Regions from separate parts of the Sus scrofa genome. Here region 2 is linked to region 1. Evidence: chromatin contacts called from public HiChIP or PLAC-seq data. All regions are on one chromosome and are shown on one strand. The core of a region is the stretch at or near the end of the contact, and the rest is flanking DNA. Distances in the headings are between cores, read along the strand shown. Region 1 overlaps LOC106508010 (a long non-coding RNA gene). Region 2 has its middle 140 kb from the start of BCL6.

What was found. HiChIP or PLAC-seq counts read pairs in DNA pulled down with a chosen protein or histone mark.
Region 2: a contact with region 1 is called in an H3K27ac HiChIP or PLAC-seq map of alveolar macrophages. The contact joins two enhancer-like sites. A contact is called at or near these places in 3 of 47 Hi-C or Micro-C datasets (epiblast stem cells, heart right ventricle and liver) and 2 of 2 datasets of contacts at active chromatin or transcription factors (alveolar macrophages and skeletal muscle).

What each region holds. Positions count from the first base shown.
Region 1 is chr13:125,440,466-125,445,764 of Sscrofa11.1, reverse strand. It overlaps LOC106508010 (a long non-coding RNA gene), which reads right to left. Exons shown (of 7, transcript XR_001304509.2): 2 at 4,487-5,299. Among named protein-coding and RNA genes, the nearest start is that of BCL6, 53 kb to the right of the region's middle. Within about 2 kb of position 2,909, at least 5 of the 83 cell types and tissues checked have an H3K27ac peak or open chromatin away from gene starts, as enhancers often do. A contact at or near this core is called in alveolar macrophages, where this site is marked.
Region 2 is chr13:125,524,833-125,530,131 of Sscrofa11.1, reverse strand. No RefSeq gene overlaps it. Among named protein-coding and RNA genes, the nearest start is that of BCL6, 140 kb to the right of the region's middle. Within about 2 kb of position 2,426, at least 26 of the 83 cell types and tissues checked have an H3K27ac peak or open chromatin away from gene starts, as enhancers often do. A contact at or near this core is called in alveolar macrophages, where this site is marked.

The sequences.
Region 1 (5,299 bases), core at 1,660-4,159:
ATTTGCAGTCTCTGAGCATAATGTCCCAATTATCAATGCATTCCAGACCAGAATGGACTTGGCACCTTCTCGAAGGGATTTGGCTGCACTTTTATCAGCCAGTCCATGGACGCAGCTTCATTAAAACTTGCTTTCTAGTAACTTGTGGGTGTGCCTGTACTTTCCTCTGTCTCAAAGGCCCTTTAGTGATATATCAGTTTCCGAAATACCTATGTTTCCAAATACCCAAATACTCCTCTCTCAGAGCCTTCTGTGATCTCTCTGGCTAAAGACAAATTTTACTTCTGATGAAAGTCCCAGAGTATTTTTCCAATCCCTTTCCAAAAGGACTTGGCACTTTCTACACTGTGTGGAAATTATCTGTCCCTCTTCTTATCTCCTTTCTTCATTACTCCTCACTGACAATGCCTTATCTGAGTTATATTTATCCCCACTGACTACACACTGAATCCTCACCTAGTACCCTATGCTTAGTAAGGGCTTTGTGCATTGATTTAATTGAGGGTTTTTTTCTAGTAGTCTCCCTGCTCAAGAAAGGCTTTAAGGTAGGTTTAAATAAATATTTATGGAACAAAGGAATGACTATATCTATACACACAAAATACAAAGACTGAGGTCTATAATGAATTATATGAAGTACATCTGGAGAATCCAACATTCAACAATCATGCCTAGAAAAAACAAACAAACTAACCACTGTGCGGTGGGGGGTGGTTGAGGAGTAGTGACAAAGGATTTATAACTTGACCAACGCCACCAAAGGAGCCAAAACTCCTGATACGTTATTTGCTCAGCACAAATGTTTAGGTGAGCATAACAGATGAAAACCATCTCATGGGGGTTCACTGACCATGTAAAATGAACATAGAGCATATCATGATCACAGAGGAAAAAAAGGGAACAGGTATATCCTAATTTGTTCATTTTCCACTCTCTTGTTCATCCAACTGTCATGGAGGAATCTCTATGTCAAGTATTTGTTTGCACTGTGGATACAAAGGTAAAGAAAAACATACTAGTTCAGCTACTTAGACCAGGGGTCAGCAAACTATGCCCAATGGGCCAAGGCTGGCTCACCATCTATTTTTGTGAATGAAGTCTTATTAGAAGACAACCACACCATTCATTTACGCATTGCCTATGGTTGATTTCCCTCTCCAGCTGCAGAGTTGTGTAGCTCTGACAGAAACTGTACATCCTACAAAGACAAAAAGGTTTATTATCTGTAAGCTGTTCCTTTACAGAAAAAGTCTATTGACCTGGTTTGTCCCCTGGTTTAAAAGTCTTTAAAATATGCTAGAGATAGTGCCATGTAGAGTGAGGACAGAGTTCAGGGTTCCATGGGAAACCTACCACAGACTTGGAAAGTCAAGGAATGCCACGTGACCAGGACCAGGGGGGCAGAGATCACGTATGTCTTGCTCAGTGTTGTATTACAAGTGCCTGCAGGTTGCCTGGCATATATCAGATTGCTTAGCAGATATTTATGGAGTGAATGGATGAATGAATGGGGTTATTTCTAAGGTGAGAGTGAGAGGATGATTGGAGTAATTTAGGAGGAGTATAGAGGGATGGGTAGGAAAGGAGCATATCACATGCTCCTGAGGCAAGAGAGAGCCAGGTACTGTGGAAAGAGGATGTGGTTCAACTGAGATGGGAGTGTGGTGTTTAGGAGTGGGGTTTGGAAGTCGAAAGGAGACAAGGCTGGAAGGTACACAGGAGTCAGACCAGGAGTGCCACTTAAACCTCATTATGGAGTTAGGCCTTTATTCTGAAGGCCACAGAGAGCCACTGGTAAGTTGTAAGCAGGGCAAGAACAAGTTGAGATTGTTCTTTCTAAAAGACCACTTTGGCTGCTCTGTGGAAAATCAATTAGAAGCACGGTAAGACCAGGACATGGCTTATGAAGAGCCATGACAGAATTCCAGAGGCCTGCACTAAAGACGTGATATTGATGCTAGGGATCAGTGGACTGATCTGAGAGATACTTAGGAAGGAGAGTTAATAGGACTTACTGGCTGAGCATTGGGGATGAGGAGTCAGAGAGAGGAGTTAAAGATGAAAAGATTTCTGTCTTGAGAAGCTGGACGAAAGGTAAGACCCTTCACTGAAGTGAGGAACACATGAGGAATGAAAGGCCAAGAGGAAGAAAAATATTGGCTCCGTTTGGGGCACACTGCATTAGAGGTACCTAGGAGATATTCATAAGGAAGTTAAATGTGTGAGTGTAACTGGATAAGTGGATCATCCATCCTAAAAACCAAAAGAGGAGTCATTACAATCTAATAAGCAATTAAAGCCATTAGCATAGGTCAAATTTCCTAGGGAGAGTATGTGGAGTGAGAAAAGAAAAGAGTCAAAGAAAAAATTTCAGAACCCCAAAGAATGCCAAAATTTACTGGAGGAGCAGAGCTCGAGCAATCTTTAAAAGAGCCAGAGAGAGAATCCAGGAAGAAAACCAGTTTTGTGTCACAGAACCAAGGGACAGGATCTAGCAGGGTTAAGAGTGTCAAATAATTAAGGAACATTTACTGCAATAGAGATTGAAGCAGAAATGGAGCAAGGACAACCTATTGTGGTCCTTCAGGCCACAGCTCTGGGAGGATGATCAGAGCTGAACAAGACTCCAGTGACCTGAACCATGACTGGGAGGTGAGGATATGGAGACAGCATGGACCATGGATGAAGGAATTGGGGCGGGTGGGACAGCTGCCCCGAGAGGTTTCTTTTCTTTTCTTTCTTTGTCTTTTTTTTTTAAGTTAGGAGAAATTTCATCATGCTTAAACATTAACTGTGAGGAAACAATGGCCTCATTTTAATAAATCACTAGGGAAAAACCTGGCTTCTTCAGATGACTTCATATCCCATTAGAAAAAGAAAACGCAGTAACCCAACATGTTCTCTTTTTGTACTTGGTTCCAGGAAGCTGAGATTCAAATTCAGTTCCCCCTAGATGTCTGGTAGTATTTACTGCCACTTCCTTCACCTGCTTTCTGTTCTGTTTTGTATTTCAGTATCTTGTTTGTAAAGAGTAATTATCATGAGCAGTTTGCAAGGCACTTTCATACATGATGTGTCACAGTGTTCATCCTCCGTTAGATACGAGTGTAATGAGTGCCCACGATGGCCATACACTTTGCTCCATGTAGCAGACACAGTGGTGAGTAAAACAACACGGCTGCTTTGCTTACAGGCTGGTTGAGGAGACATATGAACTGAATTAGTACAGCAATAATTATGCTGTGGTAAGTGGAACAAAGGAAAGCACAGGAAGCCCTGGAGTCTGAGGGGTGAGGCGGAGTGTCTAAGCATGAACAGACTTGGACATAGCTAGGGAAACCTCCAGTCAGAATGAAATCTCCCCCATGGAAACCCGTTCAGTGATCATACAGCTTCTGCCTGGACACTGGAAGTGATGGAAACCAGTGCTGCATTTTTGGACCATACAAATAGTCCAAAATGAGCAGAATTTGGCTCATGTAACCTCTGCCCAGAGACCTATACCTTCAGCTCACACAAATAAGCTTAGCTTCTCTCTTGTGAGGTCTTTCACAGCTGGAAGATGGCAGTAGAAAACTCCCATAAACACACACTTGTAGATAGAACTGCTCTCTCAGTTCTAAATCAACTTAGAATAAAGTTTTCCAATTTCCTAATTTACTTTTCTAGATGATGTCATGTTTAGAGACACTTCTAATTGTTTGCAAACATTGATCCTTAGCTGCTTCTGTAGAAACACAGCTCCTTGCTCCCATGTACAGAATTGCTAGCTAAATAACTGCTGTCTGACTAACAAGTCCATACATGGGGGAGCAAGGAGTGGTAAAACAGACCAGCTTCTCTTGCAGCTATGTGCAGCAGATTACAAGCAAATTTTTAGCAATCAGCTTTCAAGGAAGAAAAAAAAAGCCTTGATTTGTAGCCTTTGCCAATTTCTGTGGTGTTAATTCTCTCATGTCTGATTTCAAGCGGCCAACATGACCCAGTGAACATTGAGTTGGGAGGAAATGCACACAATGGGCTTTCATATGCCCTGGGACTGGACTCCAGCACAACACTGACTAGGTGGACCAGAAGATGAAGTTCTCTATGGGATGTGAGTGGAAGCAATGTGCACAACTGCCCAAATGTGCCTTAAATGTGCATGGGATACCTCTACTTCCCCCTTTTCTCCTTCCAATGGTCTGGAATCCAGACATGGCAAATAATCCATCTTACACCATATAGTTAAGGGCAACTTCAGAGAGATGGCAAAACAACAAGATAGGAGGAGTCTGGCTTCCAAATATTTTAGATCTACCTCACTAGCCCTAGTTTCCCCATGGGTATTTTTATCTTAAAAAGAAAGAAATTTCTAACTTCTTTCAGCCGGTACTACTTTGGGTCTCTCAGAACAAGTGAAATTCTATCCCAAGTGACAGAGTCATACATTACAGTATGGCAACCAGACCACTGCTCTAACATCATGCAAAATCCTGCTACTTACAAGGCACAGTATGAGCAGGTGAATTAGACACACTCCCTCCTCCAGGAAGCCAGTCCAGGATGAAAGACGTCAGGTACTCAAATTGCTGTGAGGCAAGCGAGAGGTTTTGAGTGCTCTGAGGTAGTGAGGGTGGTCAACCATGCAGATTTAAAGGGGGGGGGTGCTGATGATGATGACGGCAGTGATGGTGATGAATGAGGCAATATTTGGACTCAACCTTCAAAGACAGTTATAATTTTGACAAATAGAAAAGAGCAAGGCATGTCAGGCAGAGGGATTGTACTTTTCATTCAGGTTTTAGATTCCAGTCATTCTGAAAATGTGAGCCCTCAGAAAATCTCCAGACTGTTATTTTTTTTCTTTCATAATAGAACAGGTTAATATTGTAAAACTATGACAAAAATGTTCCAAATATTTAAGAGAATCGATTGTTTTCCAAGTCTCTGACCCCCTCATTTACAAAGAGTCCTTGATTTGTTCATTTCAAAGCAGTCTGGCGGATTAATTAAAGCATTCCTCTAAGAGCTTTCCTAAGCAGATCTTTCTGAGCTTATTTCAAATTACAAAAGGTGCATAGAGACACTAAAACTTTATTCCTTAAAAAAATCTATAATGCAAACTTTTCACTAATGCAAAAAGGTGTCTCTTCCAATTAGTTTTCCTTAAGAAAAGAAAGGATGCCTTATGTCTCTTTTTATTGCTCTGTGATACCCAGTACAGCAGTGAGCACAAGAAAAGCTCTCGGTAAATATGTATTAATCTGAATATGAGTCACAGAATTTGAGATTATGAAGGAGGATGTTGGGATTGTGG
Region 2 (5,299 bases), core at 1,177-3,676, 85 kb before region 1:
CCTTTTATGAAGAGACACCAAAAAAATTACCAGCAACGTCCTGTCATGTAACAAAGGAGTGTTTTGAACAAAAACGGGATGGGGGCATTATTAGGGAAGGTCCTGAAATTATATCTGTGCACATCAATGAGCTCGTTGAGATGCTCACAGAAGATGTTTATGGAAGCAAACAGAAAGAGCTCTTTGCTAATGGCCAGATCATAACTTATAAGACCCAACTTCTTATTTGGAACCCTTGGCAAGCTCAGGTTTTCTATATGGCTTAATTATCTTGAATATCCCCATTTTCCTTCTGGCTTAGCTACAGTTGATGCGTTCTGGACAGAAATCAAAAACTCTTTCCCACCCGATTATCCCTCAGTAAGACTATGTTCCAAAAAGAAATATTAATTAATCTATCAGGTTGCTCTTTTATTAATTAACTAATGAACTTTCAAAAGATATTTGACCTTGTGCAGAGTACTATGATATCTCCTGGGGCAAACCAGTCCTGCCCTCAACAGCCAAGAGCCACGCATTCACTAGATAGGGGCTGAGTGAGAGAAGAGGGAGCCAAGTGTGGCCTGAGAATGGAAGCCCAGGCCCAGGTTTCGACTGGTGGATGGAAGGGGCTAAGTGAGATACTGTGTTGAAATCCTGCTGTGTATAGGACCTGGTTTAAACCAGGTGAAGCATTTGGCATGAGGATGGCATTCAGAAAAGTGCACTGGTTTTATTAGGACGTGTGTTTTATTATAATGTAATCCCAACATGAAAGTATGAATAATGACTTCCTGTTTACCAATCACTTTGGTTTTTTTTTTCCATTTTTGTATTTTAAAAAAATGATAGGAATGTAGTTGATTTACAATGTTGTGTTAGTTTCACTTCGATATTTTAAAATCTCATTTAACTATCATAAAAATCTTGTAATTTAGGCCATATAATTATGCCCCCCACCCAAGTTTTACAAATTATGACATTGATATTCTGGGAGGTTAAGTGCCTTACCTGAGGTCTCCTAGTAGATAATTGGCAGAGCTGGGATCTGGAGCCAGGTTACTACCCCAAAGCTACCCATTTCCATCCTACCGAGTGATGTCCTAAATTGCCAAAAGATCTTGTGCAATCATCCATGTCCCGTCCCCCACTCTGGCCTTCGATTCTACATCTGCAAAGTGAGAGGAATTAAATTATGCCTGGCATCCCATCCAGGTCCCAGTGTCTCTGATTAAAAGCGTATGTTCAGGAATGGACCCTGCTTGCTGCCGGGATCCTTGTGCATCTTGAAGCCCAGGCCCAAGGGGCTGGAGCCTGGAGCTGCGCCCAAACACAGCCTGGCTTGGCGTTCAGCACTCTATCTGGCTGCCAAAAGGCCAGAATTCTCTAGAGAATATGAGTCCAATCTGGCCAACTTCTGATGGCCTTAAGTTATCCTCTGACCTCGAACTTCTGATTATCTGAAGTTTATTAAAAAAAAAAAAAGGGCTTAGGAATAGACATTATATCTCTCTGGAGACCCGCTTCCTTTCTTCCTTTAATTACATTCGTTCAACAACAGGGAATGGGAACTAGGCGTCAAGCAGCGTGTCTGTAATCTTTGCTTCTGCTTTTTTTGCAAGTCACATCAAAAGCAGGATTACCAAAAATGTTCCCGGAGTTCCTGTCGTGGCTTAGTGGTAATGAACCCAACTAGTATACATTGAGGACACCGGTTCAATCCCTGGCCTTGAAAAGTGGTTAAAGATCCAGCATTGCCATGAGCTGTGGTGTAGGTCTCAAATGTGTCTCGGATTCTGCGTTGCTGTGGCTGTGGCCAGGCCAGCAGCTGTAGCTCCAATTTGACCCCTAGCTTGGGAACTTCCATATGCTGCGGATGCAGCCCTAAAAAGACAAAAAAAAAAAAAAAGGAGATTCCTTGGCAGGAGGGTTTGTGAAGCCATGTGGCTTCCTCTTGAGAAAGAAAGGAAGACCTAGGTTACATGCATCTTTAAAGTATGAAGATGTGAAATCTATCACATTTGCTAATAACAATGTCTGATATTCAGAGCTGGTCCACTTCAATTACTTTTCTTTTAAATTTTTTCCCCTTTTTGGCTGTGCCTGTGGCATACATAAATTCCTGAGCCAGGGACTGAACCCAAGCCACAGCAGTGACAAAGCCAAATCCTTAACTGCTAGATCACTAGGGAACTCCCAATCGCTTTTAAAAACAGCTTCTTTACTGTCTTGCAAAGGAAATAGGTGAGGAAAATGCTTTCTGTATCTGGCTCCAAGATCAATTGTAAGGCTCAAAGGTAACATTAGATTTAAAGCACAATTCTTTTTCTTCTGCATGATTCCTTCCCCATTTTTGATGGGATGTGAAATGACTCAACGTCACTCAGGAAGCACATTTCTGAGCCATGCTGCAGAGAGTCTTTCTGCATCTTGACCCAGTGTTGCTTCTCCTAGGTCAAGCACCTTGCTTTGGATCTCAGCCATCATCTGGTTTCATTCTGTAGAGACTCAGGTGAAAGATCCTCCTGCCCCCAGGAAAAGGGCCTTTCTCTGCCACTATCCCAGGGCTCTGCATAAGCTGAGGCTGAGGGCCACTCTCTTCTAGCCTCTCTGCCTTCTAAGTTAAGGAGCTGGTTTTGGTTTCATTTCTACTAGAGTGAGGAAAAAAAAGGAGCTGATTTGATCCTTGCTCCACTCCCAGGGCAGAGATCGCTCAGACTTCTCTCCCACAGCCCTCTGTGTGCTGCCAACAGTCCCACAGGCATAAAGAAGAGGGCAATTGCGAGAGTCTGGGGACAGCAGTTTCACAATTCACCACAAGGCTCCAGGGCAGCTTGGAAGAGATGGTTGTAGCCATGTGGGGCAGTAGGTAGAATGCTGGCCTAGACTCCAGTTACTACTCTGCCACTGAAGCACTGTGTGACCTTAGGCACGTTACTGAACCTCTGTAGGCCTCTTTTTCCTCAAGTGTCAAACTAGGAAATCAGATGCTTTATAGAGTAGAAAATTTTCAGATTTGAAAAGTACTTTGGGTATCATCTAGCTCATCCTGTTTAGTTTGTACACTTGGAAACTGAGGACTAGAGAAGGGGAGTAACTTACTAATGACAGGTAAATAACAGGGTAATTTCTAGAAGACAAGACTTCATGTTGCAGTGCTGCTTTGTCTTCTGGATAATTTCCAAGGTTCTCCCCAGCTCCATGAGTCTATACTTTAAAGGCACAGTCCCTTATCAGCTCTGGCTGTCGTCTTTGGGCTTGGTATTGTGTTGGTCACCGCGTGCTTCCTTTGGAACTCTTGGTGACACTGCTTCTGTCCAGATACTTTCCCCATTACAGGATTCTTCAATTTCGTGTAAGGCTGGGCAAATGATCTGCTTAGCCACACCTCTGGCAGTCCTGTTGTAATGCTTATAATGGTCTAGGCTCATTTCAGACAGAAAATTCAGACAGGGTGTTGGGCAAGAGCAGGGTCAGCTTGGTGACTTGGCCTCGTGTATAGACAGAGACATTGCAGTAACTGCCAAGAGACCTATGTCCAGCTTGGCCCCTGAGTCACTTAGTGACCTTGAACAAGCCACATTTCCCTTCCAAGCCTCAATATCTCCATATTTAAAACTTGTTGATTGAAGTAGATAATTCCTAAGGTACCTTCCAGCTCTGCTATTCCATAGCAGAAACTTGCCCAAACTTTTAATTCCTTAGGGGATCTTGCTTAGAAACTAAGAGAATGATCTTCATCACAGGAAGTCTGAGAATGCTTGCAGGATAATAAAATAAGTATTAGGCAAAAAAATAAGAATTTTATGTAGCCCTTTGCTTTTGGATCATATTTTCTAATGTCTATATCAAATAATTGCGTCATAACCATGTTTCAATTTTCATATGAAGAGAGGAAGAAGGAGAAATAGAAGTAACAATTGCTATAGAAATTAGCCAAGCTTTATCAAAATACGATCTCATTTGGTAGGACATAACTGGATCCTCAGCTTCATAGATGTAGATTCTGCCTTCAGCACTCATATCTACCAGGGAGCTCCAGCATAGAGATAAGGGAGCCAAATACAAAGGATGAGATTTTAAAGCCTGTATAAAGGACAGAGGGGAGAGAGATCACTTACTGTTTAGGGGTATCAGAAAAGTCTTCATGGAAACATTTGCATTTGATTTTGGCTTGGGGAAATAAATAGTCAATGAGAAGCACGAGGAGGCCAATCAGAGGAAATACTATGAACAAAGGCAGAAGCAGGGAAAGCATGTGAAGTCTGGTGACCCGTGAATTGGTAGTTTGTTTGGCTAGGGCACAAAACTGTGATATTATTAGTCAGAAAGAAGACTAATTGAATTCATGTGTTATACCTCCCTGGCTAACACATAAGTTATGTTAGGGCAAAAATATTTGTTCAATTCATTTTTGTAACCCTATCAAAGATGACACATAATCATTTCTCAAAATTCATTTAATGAATAAAATAAATTATATTATGTGGTAATTTTTCCTGCAAACCATCCATGCACTGTGTAAACATAAGTCAATTTTAACATGATACTTATCGTGTTGACTGTTGCGGATTTGAAGTGCCATCCCTCAGCCCTTTGAACGTAGATAGGTGATTTCATCTGGGGAAGGAGGTTGTGTCATATTCATCTGCTTCTAGCAGTTCAAATGTGATATGTACAAGAGGCTGAATTCAGCAACTCTGATGCAGAAATAAGCCCAACAACCATAGTCCCTTGGATAGCCTATGGGGCCAGTTCTAGGAGCAATAGAACAAAGAAGACCCTAGAAAACATCCATGGGTTATAACAAACGAAATCTAAGGTAATGGGTTGGTAAGTGTTCAGTGAGTTCGTATCACTTAGCAGTGTAGTATCTAGAGTGTTGCAGAAAGGATGAAAACAAATATGGACTTTTATGTACCTTGGCTATGTTAGACAATAATAAGCTTATGGGAGTTCCCATTGTGGCTCAGTGGTAATGAACCCGACTAGTATCCATGAGGATGTGGGTTCAATCCCTGGCCTCACTCAGTGGGTTAAGGATCCTGCATTGTTGTGCGCTGTGGTGTAGGTTGAAGATGCATTCGACCCCTAGCCTGTGGCCATAATAATAATAATGATAATAATAATAATAAGCTTACATGTTTAATAAAGTTGTATAGAACTAAATAAACACAAAAAGGGGAAATACAAATAAGAGAGATGGACTGTATTAATGGCAATATCTTTGTTGTGATATTGCTCTAGAGTAATGCAAGATGTGTCATTGGAAGAAACTAGATAAAGGGCACATTCTATCTCTTCGTACTATTTCTTATGC